Linked DNA regions of Capra hircus: region 1 is linked to region 2. Evidence: chromatin contacts called from public Hi-C data. All regions are on one chromosome and are shown on one strand. Each heading gives the region's core, a stretch centred on a gene start, on an enhancer-like site or on the middle of the called end of the contact. The rest is flanking DNA. Distances are from core to core; before and after follow the strand shown. Region 1 overlaps SH3PXD2A (SH3 and PX domain-containing protein 2A). Region 2 holds the start of SH3PXD2A (SH3 and PX domain-containing protein 2A).

Region 1 (6,111 bases), core at 1,481-3,980, 140 kb after region 2:
ATCCTTGGAGTCACAGATGATCGTGTGCCCAGGGGGATTGTCACTGGATGGGTGAAGTAGTAGGTGCATTGCCATAAAATCAGCTGACCCTGCCTTCGATTGGTGACCCTACACCCACTCTCCGGCAGTCAGCTAAATAAGTTGGTCTTATTTCCCCTGTAGACTAATGGCAGGGCCAACATGGCCCTTCTCAGAGTCCTACTCTTTGCAACCCCATGGACTGTAGCCCTCCAGGCTCCTCTCTCCACAGGATTCTCCAGGCAAGAATAATGGAGTGTGTTGCCACGCCCTCCTCCAGGGGATCTTCCCAACCCAGGGATCAAACCTGCGTCTCCTGTAACTCCTGCATTACAGCTGGATTCTTTACCACTGAGCCACCAGGGAAATGGACCAATGGTAGTAGGTTAGCCTTTTGCCCATCCCTGGAAGGCCCTCAAGGAATGGTGGAAACCAGGCTTAGGGAGACAGTTAGGTGTTGGTGAGGCCACAGGCGTGGCTTTGCAGGGCAGGCTGTGGGGTCCATACCCACCACTCAAATCTCTGTGATCTCAGATCATTTGCCCAGCCTCTCTGTGTTTCTATCCCTGAAAAGCAGGAATGCCAGACTCCTGGGGCAGTCCAGGGGCTTACTGAGAGGACACGTGTACTGAGATAACCCGGCCAGTGCTACTGGCCCATTGGATGGGAGGTTGTGGAACAGAATGGAACGTGGCTCCTTGCGCACTCCACCTGTGCAGATCACAGCCTGGCTTTTGCAGGGAGGAGTCATAAAGCAATTTAGTCTCCAAGTTTCCATGGCAACAGGGGTTATCTGCCTCTTCTTGATGTGGTACCGGCCACCTGGGCCAGTTCACATCTCGTCTGGCAAGAGAGGGCCTGGAAACAGAACCACTCCAGCGTGACACAGGCCTGAGGGTCAGGAGGTGGGTTTGGCTGTGGCCCCAGAGTTCCAAAGGTTTCCTCCACCCTGGCCCCTCTCGGCCTCCAGGACCTGCGTAGAGAGACCTGTGTTCCGTGCAGAGTGTAGCTCAGACCCAAGGGGGACCCGCGCTGACGATCTGCCAGCCAAGTGCTTGCATCCCTCCCTCTCAGGACTGCATGCACTGTCCCAGACCACCACACACCTCCCCCCTCCATCCTGAAACATAAACACGAGATCAAGTAACAGCGTATTTTGACTCTGGGGCGACTGTGGAGTGGCTTATCAAATTATCAAAGCCTGTGGATTTAATTGGAATTTTGCAGATAACCCCGGCCTCTTTCAAGTGTGCTGCTGCGGGACCTCAGCGCTCAGGGGGCTGGGGTGGGGGACTGTGGCCCTTTCCATCTTGTGAGGAAGACAAGGTTGCAAAACAGCCCAGCTAGGTGGGGGAGGTGGGCAACAGGCCCCAGCCCCTCGGCTTTGATCCCAGGCCGCTCGCTGGCTTCCGTGGGTGGAGAGTGGGGCCCACCTCTGGGCTGCCAGCCTTTGCTGTAGACCATGGGCCCCGCACAGAAAGGGGGTTCTTTATAGAGATGTTTGGTGAGCCTGGCACGGGTGGCCATGGTGGTTCTGCCTTCTTATGTGGCTGCTTAAGAATGCAAAGGTTGCTCCAGTGCCCTGCCCTCCTCTCCTCGAACTACTGGCTAGCGGGTCCTTCAGCAGCACTGACCTCTTCCGGAGGGCTCTGACTCAGGCCCCAGATCCTGGCATTATTCTGGATTCACACCCCTGCAACCAACCCGTCACCACATCCTTCAGGCACCACCTTCGGCATACACCCAAACTCTGACCGCATCTCACCGTCTCCCCAGCTGCTACCCTGGGGGCAGGGAGGGGCAAGCCTTACCTCCCCTGGATTCTGGCCTGACTGTTCTCTTGTTTCTGCCTTTGCCTTCCATGGTCCATTTTCAACACAGAGGATGGAATGACCACTTAAAAATGTACATCAGATCATGTCCCTCTTCTGTCACTTTCCTCCACGCCTCTGGTGTTGCTCAGAGTCAAGGCCCTTCCGCCTGCTCCCCCCTTGCCCCTGGTGGCACCTGCTGCCTCTGCCAGCTGGCTCGGCTCCAGCCACACCTCCTGCCCCTTCTCACACCCTCCAGCCATGTTCTGCCATGGGGGCTTCACACTGGCACTCCCCTCCACCTGGAATACTCAGCCCCTCCCCAGGAGAGCCCCCAGCCTGGTCCCACACCTCCTTGCAATATTGACTCAAACAGCTGCCCAGCAAGGCCACTCCTGGCTTTCCTGCCTAAAATCCCCAGCACTGGCTTCCCTGTCCTGACTTCATCTTCCTGCAGGGAACGTTATCACTGCCTCCCACATGCCCTGCTCCCTCCCCGCGTTATTGTCAGGCTGGTAGAGCAGGACCAGATCACGGTATCGCCAGTGCCCAGAGCAGGTGTGCAGGAGACGTGCAGGACAGGTGAGTGGTGTCACTCAGGCTCCGTGTTAGTCCCCCACGGGCGGCAGGCTGTGACGTGACTGCACGGAGAGCTGCCGTGGCTCCCTGAAGGTCACCCAGCTGGCAGGGGGGCTGGCAAGAGAAGCTGGGGGTGCCGTGACCCCCTCTCCTGTGTGGATTCTGGGGCAGCCGCGTAGCTGGCTTGGGTGGGGAGAGGCCCTGGTCACCAGATCCAGAAGGAGGGGGAGAAGGACACACCCCTAGAACGCAAGGGGATTCAGCTCAGGGCGAGTCCTGGGTGGACTCTGACATCCAGGTGAGCCTGGCCCCAGGCAGGCCACACCCCAGGACCTAAGATGACCCACTGGGCTGTGCACGTGGCCACCCGGGCCTGGGGCCACATCTGCCGGCTCAGCTGTCCCTGGCTTAGCCATGTTTGAGCACCCAAGACCCCTGTGCTGAGCCAGTGGGCCAGGGAGGCAGGCGTCCTCCGGCCTGGCTTCCCCGGGGAGCCTCCGGGCAGCCAGTCCCTCAGCTCTGATTCCCGTGGTGTCAGTGATGGAAACGGGAGTCCAGGCTGCCGGGCTGGACTCCCAACCCAGTCAACCACGTGACCCTGCAAAGACCTCTTTTTGTTCAAGTTTCGATTCCCATTACTGAAACAGCGAACCTAAGGTTCTCAAAGGGCCGCCTAGCGGCGATGTCCTCAGACTCCAGCATGTTGCATATCCCTCAGAGAATGGGGGTGGGAGGGGGACAGCCCCATGAGGCCCGAGGGCCTGAGACCAGCCTTCCCATCTCTCCCACCTCCTGGCCCACAGGCCCCGCCCTCATCCTTAGCTGCCCACACAGGGGTGCAGCCTGCCGTCCCAGCCCCCAAGCCCAGGCCCAGCCTCCCCCTCGGCATAGGGCACTCTCGACCCCTCTCCCCACCCACCCCAGCCCCAGTCCTTCTCAGCCCTCAGACATTCCAGGAAGCCCCCTGCTCCCCAGCAAAAGCCCGTAGCCCTTGGCTGTGGCACCAGCCACACCACGTTGTTTATGGTCTCTCCCCGCCACGGGGACCCACATTCTCTGGCTGCCCACCCCCACCCTCCGCAGGGCCTGGCCCCTGGTAAATGTTGACTGAACCCAGGTCAGGACTGATTAACAAGGTTAAAACTTGTACTGCCCACTGTCCAGGTTGCAGAGTGAGCAGCACTCCCCAACCCTCTGGAGCTGGGAGGTCTGGTTTCCCTGGCCCCTCTGTGCCTCAGTTTCCTTATCTGTCCAGTGTGAGTAATGACAGTGCCTGCCCCCAAGGGCCTTGGGGAGGATGGCACATGGAAAGTGCCAGAACAGGGCTGGCACCACCCAAGGCCAGGCTCACCCTTGTCATGGTGGTAGCCCTGGGTCAGGGGGAACTGCAGCAAGAGAATTGCCCCCCACCCCCAGAACAGGTCTGCCACTTGTAGGGGTGAGGCCTCCTCTTCCTCTGACAGTGGTGGCCCTCTGTGCTCAGCCTGAGCCTGTGGGCAGGTGGCATGCACACGTTTGGCCCCCATGTCACAGAGAGAACAGAGGCCAGGGCTGGGGCCCCCTCTTGTCACCTCCCACTCATGGGCCTGCTGCCAGCCCATCGGCCTAGGAGCCCTTAGGAACCCCCATATCCCAGCGGCACACAGTGGGCTCACACAGTGACTGAGGGTCTTCTTGTCCCTGCCACCCATCTCACTTCTAGGCTTGGTCCTGTCCCCTTAGCCCTTTTTCTACTGCTGAAGCCAGCAAGACCCTGGTTAAATTCTTGAGATTGCATGGGAGGAACAGGGCCTTGCTAAACAGGTTTTTGTTCCTCAGCCCCAGGGCCACAGAGCCACCCTCTGTTGTGGCCTGAAACAATGGCCCAATGTTCAGAGGGACCTTCCGTCCCTGCCCCAGCCTGTCCCAGTGGCTGGCCTCCATCTGGTCCGGGGTCCACCCCCCTGCCACCGCCGCATGTCCCTGGCCCTGCAGGCTGGCAAGGCAGGGAGCCTGTCCTACTTGGTCTGGGCCGCGTGCTAGGTTGGGGTCTGGGCCCTGGCCTCGTGAAGGTGGCCCAGGTGCTGAAGTGGAGGGTGCTGAGCGAGGCTTCCAGAGTTGGAGGCCCTGGGCAGAGGACAGAGCCACTCCGGGGCTGCGGTGGTGTGAGTAAAGACCCCAGAAAAGGCCTCCCAGCCTCCCTCTCCATTCCGAAGGGGATGGAGGCTGGGCTGCCTCCTCGGGGAAAAGCAGTGTCCAGGGCAGAGGGGGCTTTGCCAGCCCTGCCTCAGGACCCAGCAGGAAGATGGAGCATGGGGGTGGCCGAGCAGCCAGGATAGCCCTGTGAATGGGGGGAGCCTCTTCCAGGAGCCCCCACTACCTCAATCCTGGTCAAACTCTAGATCAGCCTTGCTTGGGAGCCTGACTCCCGATCTTAGGATCCAGGCTTCCGCTGAGACCACTGTGACCTTCTCCATAGTCAAACCTACCTGCTTGGTGCTAGGAGAAGGAAATAGAAGATGTGTTTATGGAGCGTTTGGGCTTCCCAGGTGGCGCTAATGGTAAAGAACCTCCCTGCCAATGCAGGAGACATGAGAGACACAGGTTTGAACCCCAGATTGGGAAGATCCCGAGGAGGTGAGCATGGCAGCCCCCTCCAGTATTCTTGCCTGGAGAATCCCTTGGACAGAGGAGCCTGGCAGTACGGTCCATGGGTCACCAAGAGTCAGACACGGCTGAAGCCACTGAGCGCACACACCTGGGGCGCTTGGTACGTGCTGAGTCAGGTTACCCTTTTCTTCCCTCCCTTCCTGCTCCCTGGGAGCAAACAGAAGGTCCTGGGGAGAGCCCTGGAGAGCACCTCTTCCTCAGCCTTCACCCCCAGGTGTTCACTGAGCACCTACTATGTGCCAGGGACCAGGCAGGCTGACAAACTCAGGGCTCAAGGCTACCACTAGGTGAAAATTTTGAATTGAGTTAAACTAACTCGGAGACAACAGCCAGAACACCAGCTCTGCCTGTGGCCTTGAATGAGTCCCTTCACCTCTCAGATCTCTGTAAACGAGGCCAGGACCCTCTTGGGACGACAGCCGTGAGGTTCATGGGCTCTGATGCCTTAGGGGTGCCTGGCGTCACAGATGCTCTGTCCACGGGAACTTTTGCTTCTTCTCCCCCTTCCCTCTTCACCCCTCCTGGGTGTGCAGTGGCTGCTCAGAGAAGATTAGAGGACTCCTGCTGAAGGCGGGAGCTGGGCTGGCTTCTCCCGAGCACCTTTTAGCTCCGGGAGTTCTCTCCAAGGTTCGTGCCGACCGTGAAGTGAGGCTGCCCCTCCACCACCAGGCCCCCCGTGGCTACCAGGACCTCTGGGGCACCCATGCTCTTGACGCTCCCTAAGGGACGAGTGGCTTAGGGGTTAGAGTGGGTAGTCCACCCACCAGTGCCCAGCTCTGCTGAGTCCTGGTCAGACCCCCAGCAGTGGGACAGCCCCCATCTGGCTGGGGACACGGGCCACTCTGTCCTCCCAGCCTCTCTGCCACTGGCAGCTGCACAGACAGCCTGTTAATGTTGATGGGCGAGAGGGCCAGCTGGAACGGGACTGTGGGTCCCCAGGAGGCCATGGGCTGGAACAGCACAGAACTTTGTGTGAGGAGCCCCTGCCCAAGCCCCGCCTTTAACCTGGGTGGGCAGGTGGGAGGAAGAGGCCCGCGGGAAGTTGTGTCCAGCC
Region 2 (6,050 bases), core at 1,777-4,276:
GTCTCCTCCTTTCCACAGCACTGGGCATCACTTTCAGATCTCCCAGGACACCTGCCCAGCATCCACAGTGATTTTTCTATCATGCTCTCTGATACAGAAGCCCATTGCCTGGTGTCAAGATCTCTCACGGTCTGGAGCCCCTACGCCCATCCTTCTCCTTGTTTCCTCTTCCTGTGTCTCAGCCCCTTCCCTGACTCTTCCCCAGGTGGACACTATCCTCCTGGCCCTCTGTGTGTTACCCGCAGGTTCAGGCTTCAGTGTCCTCACTCCACCTTTTCTTCTCCCCCATCATTCATTCAACAGATTCTCGTACAGTGACTACTAGTGTGGATAAGGTGAAGGTTTGCTACATGAGGAGTGCAAAGAAGTAGGCGATAACTTACCGTTAGTCCTGGGCACCAGGCACTCTCGGAAGAGATGAATGTGTTATGGACAAATACGCACAAGTCACACAGCTTGGGGCAAGTGCAGCTGGCCGGGGACTTCAGAAGAGGCAGAGTATTCCAAGGTATTCTAAACTCTGCCCATAGAGAGTTTAGAGACCATACAGAGTCCCTACAACACAGACAGTTTCCTCTAGGAAGTTCTCCTGGATTATTCCAGGCCTCCATTTTCTGGAATCCTAAAGGGCATTTCAAATAGAAGGGGAAAAGAGTGGAAGCAGAAACAAATTTTACTTTCTTGGGCTCCAAAAATCACTGTGGACAGTGACTACAGCCTCAAGAGTAAAAGACGCTTGCTCCTTGAAGGAAAGCTATGACAAACCTAGACAGCATAGTAAAAAGTAGAGACATCACTCTGACAAAGGTCCGTCTAGTCAAAGCTATGGTTTTCCTAGTAGTCATGTACGGATGTGAGAATTGGACCTTAAAGAAGGCTGAGCACCGAAGAATTGATGCTTTTGATCTGTGGTACTGGAGAAGTCTCTTGAGAGTCTCTTAGAAGCAAGTCAATCCTAAAGGAAAACAACCTTGAATACTCACTGGAAGGACTGATGCTGAGGCTGAAGTTCCAATACCTTGGCCACCTAATGCAAAGAGCTGACTCATCGGAAAAGACTGTGATGCTAGGAAAGACTGAAGGCAAAAGGAGAAGGGGTAGCAAGGGATGAGATGTTTAGATAGCATCACTGACTCAGTGGACATGAATCTGAGCAAACTCCGGGAGATAGGGGAGGACAGGGGAGCCTGGCATGCTGCAGTCCATGGGGTCACAAAGAGTCGGACATGACTCAGCAACTGAACAACAACAATAACGGACATTCCCAGGTGGCTCAGAGGTAAGAATCTGCCTGCCAAGCAGGAGATGCAGGTTCGATCCCTAAGTCAGTAAGATCCCCTAGAGAAGGAAATGGCAACCCAGTATCCCAGTATTCTTGCTGGGATAATCCCATGGACAGAGAAGCTTGGCAGGCTACAGTCTGTGGGATCACAAAGAGTCGGACACAACTGAGCATGCAATGGACCTTTTATTACATACTGTCTTAATGGTGTCCCTATTTCTCAAGTGTACTTTCTTCTCTTTGAGGGAAGGGACAAGCATTTGTCAATTGGATTCAGTTTTCAGTTCCACAAACATCACCTGAATTATCTCACTTTCTTTTGTTTTTTAATGCCCTGTAAAGGAGCACAGAATAAGTGCTCAATCAAGCCTAAACTTCTAGAATTTTAGAGAAGAAATTAAAAAAATATATATTTTTAAATGTCAATATCCATACATGCTAATTATGAAAAACAAAACAAAACAAACCCTCAAAATTGTCTCCAAAGGAGTAACTCCTGCTAGGAGTTTGGAATGTATGTAGGGAGAAATCTTAAAAGACCATCAAGTTCAGCACCCCCATTTCACAGAAAACTTTAAAATGACTCTGTGGTATTAAGTGATTTGCTCTAGGTCAACTAATTAGACAGCAGCATCGTTTGGTGTCCTAGCACCCTTCGAGAAAGCTGGAAGGACAATAGGCTACTCTGTACCAAGCAATTGTGTGAACAGTCTTAGAACTTAGATCTACATGAGTTCTGACAGTACAGAGAAAAAAGTATTAACACAATTAGAACTCTTGGCCTCCATTTCAGATGCTTGGCATTGCTCCACGTCACAAAGTTTATTGTGATTGTGAACAATAGGATTAATTGTGAAGACACTACTTTAAATATTTGAAATTAGAATGGAAAAATGCTGGAAACAGATGGGGGGGAGGGTTGGGGTGTAAATTGAATTAAATAGTAATTGCGTCCCAAGTCCAGGGATGGACAAGTGATTTGAACAGTCGGTTTTCTAAACCAGAGGGAGAGGCGGTGAGAAAGTCAGAGCCTGGGGCCAGCGATGAGCTAGTCCCCAACCCAATGGTGGATTTTCCCTTTCCTCCTCCCCGACCTGGAGGAGAGGGTCCCAGGGAAGCCTTAGGCTTAAAGGCAGGAGTGTTATCTTCTTGTAACCTCACTGGTAAATGATATCACAGATTGGTTATCCAGGCTCAGATCGATAAGCGACTCAGGCAGCGGATAGATCACATTTCCGGGGAGAATTTTACCCTTTGTGATCCGCAGGGGGGCAGGTGGTTTTTCAAAAGAGGCTCTGGCTTGAAAGATTTAATGCCGCCTGCTTCCCCAGTCCTGACTCCAGCTCGGAGGGCCTGAGCGAAAACAGTGGGGTAATAAACTGCTTTTCATGAAAGAGCTCTAGGGGATAGGGGTGGGAGGGGGCCGTAAAGCTGGGGGCCCAAAGGCACAAATCCGCTCCCAGACCGAAAGCCAGGGCGGGGGCGCGCTCGGTTCATTCCCCCTCGCCCCTCCTCCCTCCGAAGCCACCCCGAGTTTCTGTGCCTGGCGAAGTCGCCCAGCGCCGCGCCAGGCCGCTGGCCGCGCTCTCTGCGCGGTGGGGGCGCGCGGGCCCGCTCCGGCCTCTCCGGCCGGGCTGCAGCCCCCCTCCCCGTCGCCCCGAGCCCCTCCCCCGGGCCCGGAGCCCCTCCCCGCGCGCTTCCCCTCTCTCCCCTCCCTTCCCTTCTCTGCCTGCCCGGCCCTGCCTCCGCCTCCTGCGCCCGCAGCCTCCGTCAGCGCCGAGCCCCCCGGAGCCGGAGCGCAGAGAAGGGGCGCTGCCGGCCCCTCCCCAGCGCGCTGACAGCGGGCTCCGGGGCCCCCGCCCCGTCCCCTCGCCGGCGGGACACACCCCCGCCCCTCCTCTGCTCCGCCAGTTCCCGCCGGACCCACCGGGCGGCGGAGAGAGCGGGCGGGCGAGCCGGAGAGCTGCGGCGGCGCGGGAGGGAAGGGGAGCGCGGCAGGCCCACGGGGAGCCGCCCGGGCGCACGGAGCCCGCGTGCCCTCTGAACAGCCCCCGCCCAGCGGCTGTACCTGTGGGCTTGGGGAGCCCGGGCAGCGGCGCGCCGGCCCGAGGTAGCTGGGGAGACCCGGGGACCCGGGAAGCGGGACAAGGAGCCGGGGCCGGACCGGGATGAGAAGGTGACGCCGCCGGGGGGCGCCACTCGCTTTGTGGGGGGAAGATGCTCGCCTACTGCGTGCAAGATGCCACCGTGGTGGACGTGGAGAAACGGAGGAACCCCTCCAAGCACTATGTGAGTACGCCCCCACGACCCCTGCGGGAGGCTGGCCAGGAACCCCCTGAGGGCCCCTGGGTGGCCCCTCAGCCCTCTCCTTGTTAAGTCCCGGAGCTGAGCGCCTACAGGGCAGCCTTTGGCGGTGGAGTCTCTTCGCCGGGCTGTGATCTCCAGGGAAGCCTTTTCTGACCTTCCTCCACTTCTCCCCTCCACTCCCCCGCCCCACGCCCGTTTTCTTTTTTTGGCATTGGAATTGGCAAGTGGCTGCCCTTGTCTGTTACAACGGTGAAGTCATCTGTCCGCCTGAGCTTTGATGGATGGTGGGGGGAACGTTCTTCAAACCCTTGCTGGGAAGCTCCGTTGGGAAAGAGCATCTTCCCGGCCCTCCCTGGGGGCTCGGGTCGCTCAGGCGCACGCAGACCGAGATGCTTTCAGAGGTTTACCCTGGGGACGGACGCCTCGCACGAGCCTCCTACTTGTGCCCTGGTCTCTGTCTCCCCAGGCTTGGGTCTGGGGGGCCGAGAGAAGCCGCCGCGCCCCTGCCCTACCTCCACCCTCAGCCCTGAGCTTTGATTTCCTTCTTAAAGCCCTCCTGTCGGTCGGTGTGAGGAAAATTGTGGCTTTTCCTTTTATCCCTCCTCTGGACGTGACCCTTAACCGGGGTTCATTTCCTCTTAAGTGATGCTCGGTCTCCGACACGAGGAGGGAAATGTTTGCTGTGGTCTCCGAGGAGGAGCCGGCTGCCCCTCCCCCTGCCTTCCCAGACTTAATGAGAAGGGGCTAAGGTTGACCGAGCCGAGCTGGGGGCCAGTAGGACGCGACGCCCTTTCATCTCAGCCCATCCCGTCTTCCCATCTTTCCCACCTTAGGCAGTAAATGGTGTCCCTGGCTCCCGAGGCTGCCAGTCCTAGCCGCTTTGCTCCTGTTCTTGAGACGGAAGAGACAGACAGCAAGGACTGCATCTTATTTGCAAATTAGGCATTTAAAGGAGCATTTAGAATGCTCAAAGCATTAATTTTCACAATTAAAACAGGCTGTGGGTTGCTGCCCTAGACAGCACATTGATCTCTGCCTTTTATTTCCTTGTTGGAAGGGGACTGGATTTGTGCTAATGTCAGCCTCAGGCTACTCTTTCTGTCTTTATCCCCAATAGCTCTGATCTTCGGGTTTCTTTTTAGTGGAATAAATTAGCTTGGGCTCAGGTTGGGGAGGAGGTAAACCAAGGAGTCTGGTTCCTGAGGGGACGGAAAGGTGGATGCTGGTGGGAGGGTTCGTCCTTTTGTGTCACTGGCCCAGCAGGCATCTCCCCCTGCCCTTTTGAGAAAGCTGTCTTTGGAGGAGTTGGGTTCCCGTGTGGTCGCCCTCCTCTGAGGCAGATGTCCATCGGCATATCCCAGCCCTTATTATGAAGTCAGCCTTCCTAACTTCTTTTCTTGAACGTTGCAGTTTTAGGGCTTCTTTTCTAGTCCTCAGATAAGGTAGGCACTGCTTTCAACAGATGGCACTCTCTGTGGATCTTAGGTGAAACATCAAAGCTTAGCTTTGACCAGTGATGTCCAAGGTTACAGATGTAGAACACACCAGCCAGGAGCATTGCTAAAGGGACGAGGGGCCCCCTGCGAACAGTGTTGAGAGGTGGTTAGTGCTGAGGCTTTGAGTGAGAGGCTCTCGTTCAAAGCTAGGCTCAGACACTGAGTAGCTATGCAACTTTGGGCAACTTACTGAACCTCCATGTACCTGTTTCCTCATTTTTCAAATGAGGATAATAGTAGTATCTACTTCATAGGATTGTCTGGAGAATTAAATGAGATCATCCATGCAAAGCACTTAGTGCGGTCCTGGCACATAAGGCACTCATTAGATGGTAGCTTATGATTGGCATGATTCTGACTAAGAAAGCACTTTTGAAAAGCAGCTATTAATGGTCTGGCAAGAAGGAAGAAAGATTTGGGGTTTTAAGATTGCTAATAACTTGTTCTCTGTGAAAAATACAAAAAAAAAAAGTCCTGTCCAATTCCATTGACATGATCATTTCCTCCCTTTTCACGGACAGTGTTTTCTGGGATGTGTCCGCTTCCCGTGTTAAGAATCGATGATGCTATGTGTGGGCCGGGAGTGATGTCACTGAGCAGACGGGGCATGCAGAGCCCTGAACGCAGGTTGTGGAAAACAGCTAAAGGAGACACTGTTGTGTGTTACGGAACTGTGGAGCTGGCAGGGACCTGAGGACTCATGAGACTCCACCCCTCATTTTACAGATGAGGAAACTGAGAACCGGTTGGGGTAGAGTTGCTTGTGACACAGCGAGTCACAGCACCTGGGTCTAACTGGCCTTCTGCCCATCACGTGGCTTGGGTTCATCTAAGTGCCCTGGAAGGCTGGTTGGGGTTGATGAGGAAAGCAAATATCTGGTCATAGCAAGAGGTTCCTGCACGTGTGGGGCATTAATGCATCAGCAGAGGGGGCTGATAGTAGGATGTGTCGACGGGGCCAACAG

The links. Hi-C and Micro-C count contacts between places; a contact is called where the count stands out from the background.
Region 1: a contact with region 2 is called in a Hi-C map of liver, with 4 times the contacts expected there. The contact joins the enhancer-like site here to the promoter of SH3PXD2A in region 2. A contact is called at or near these places in 3 of 5 Hi-C or Micro-C datasets (blood and liver).

The regions. Positions count from the first base shown.
Region 1 is chr26:27,486,616-27,492,726 of ARS1.2, forward strand. The region is part of intron 5 of SH3PXD2A (SH3 and PX domain-containing protein 2A); the gene reads left to right. Among named protein-coding and RNA genes, the nearest start is that of SH3PXD2A, 140 kb to the left of the region's middle. Within about 2 kb of position 2,731, at least 3 of the 5 cell types and tissues checked have an H3K27ac peak or open chromatin away from gene starts, as enhancers often do.
Region 2 is chr26:27,342,295-27,348,344 of ARS1.2, forward strand. It overlaps SH3PXD2A (SH3 and PX domain-containing protein 2A), which reads left to right and starts at 3,027. Exons shown (of 14, transcript XM_018041254.1): 1 at 3,027-3,571. The coding sequence starts at 3,500.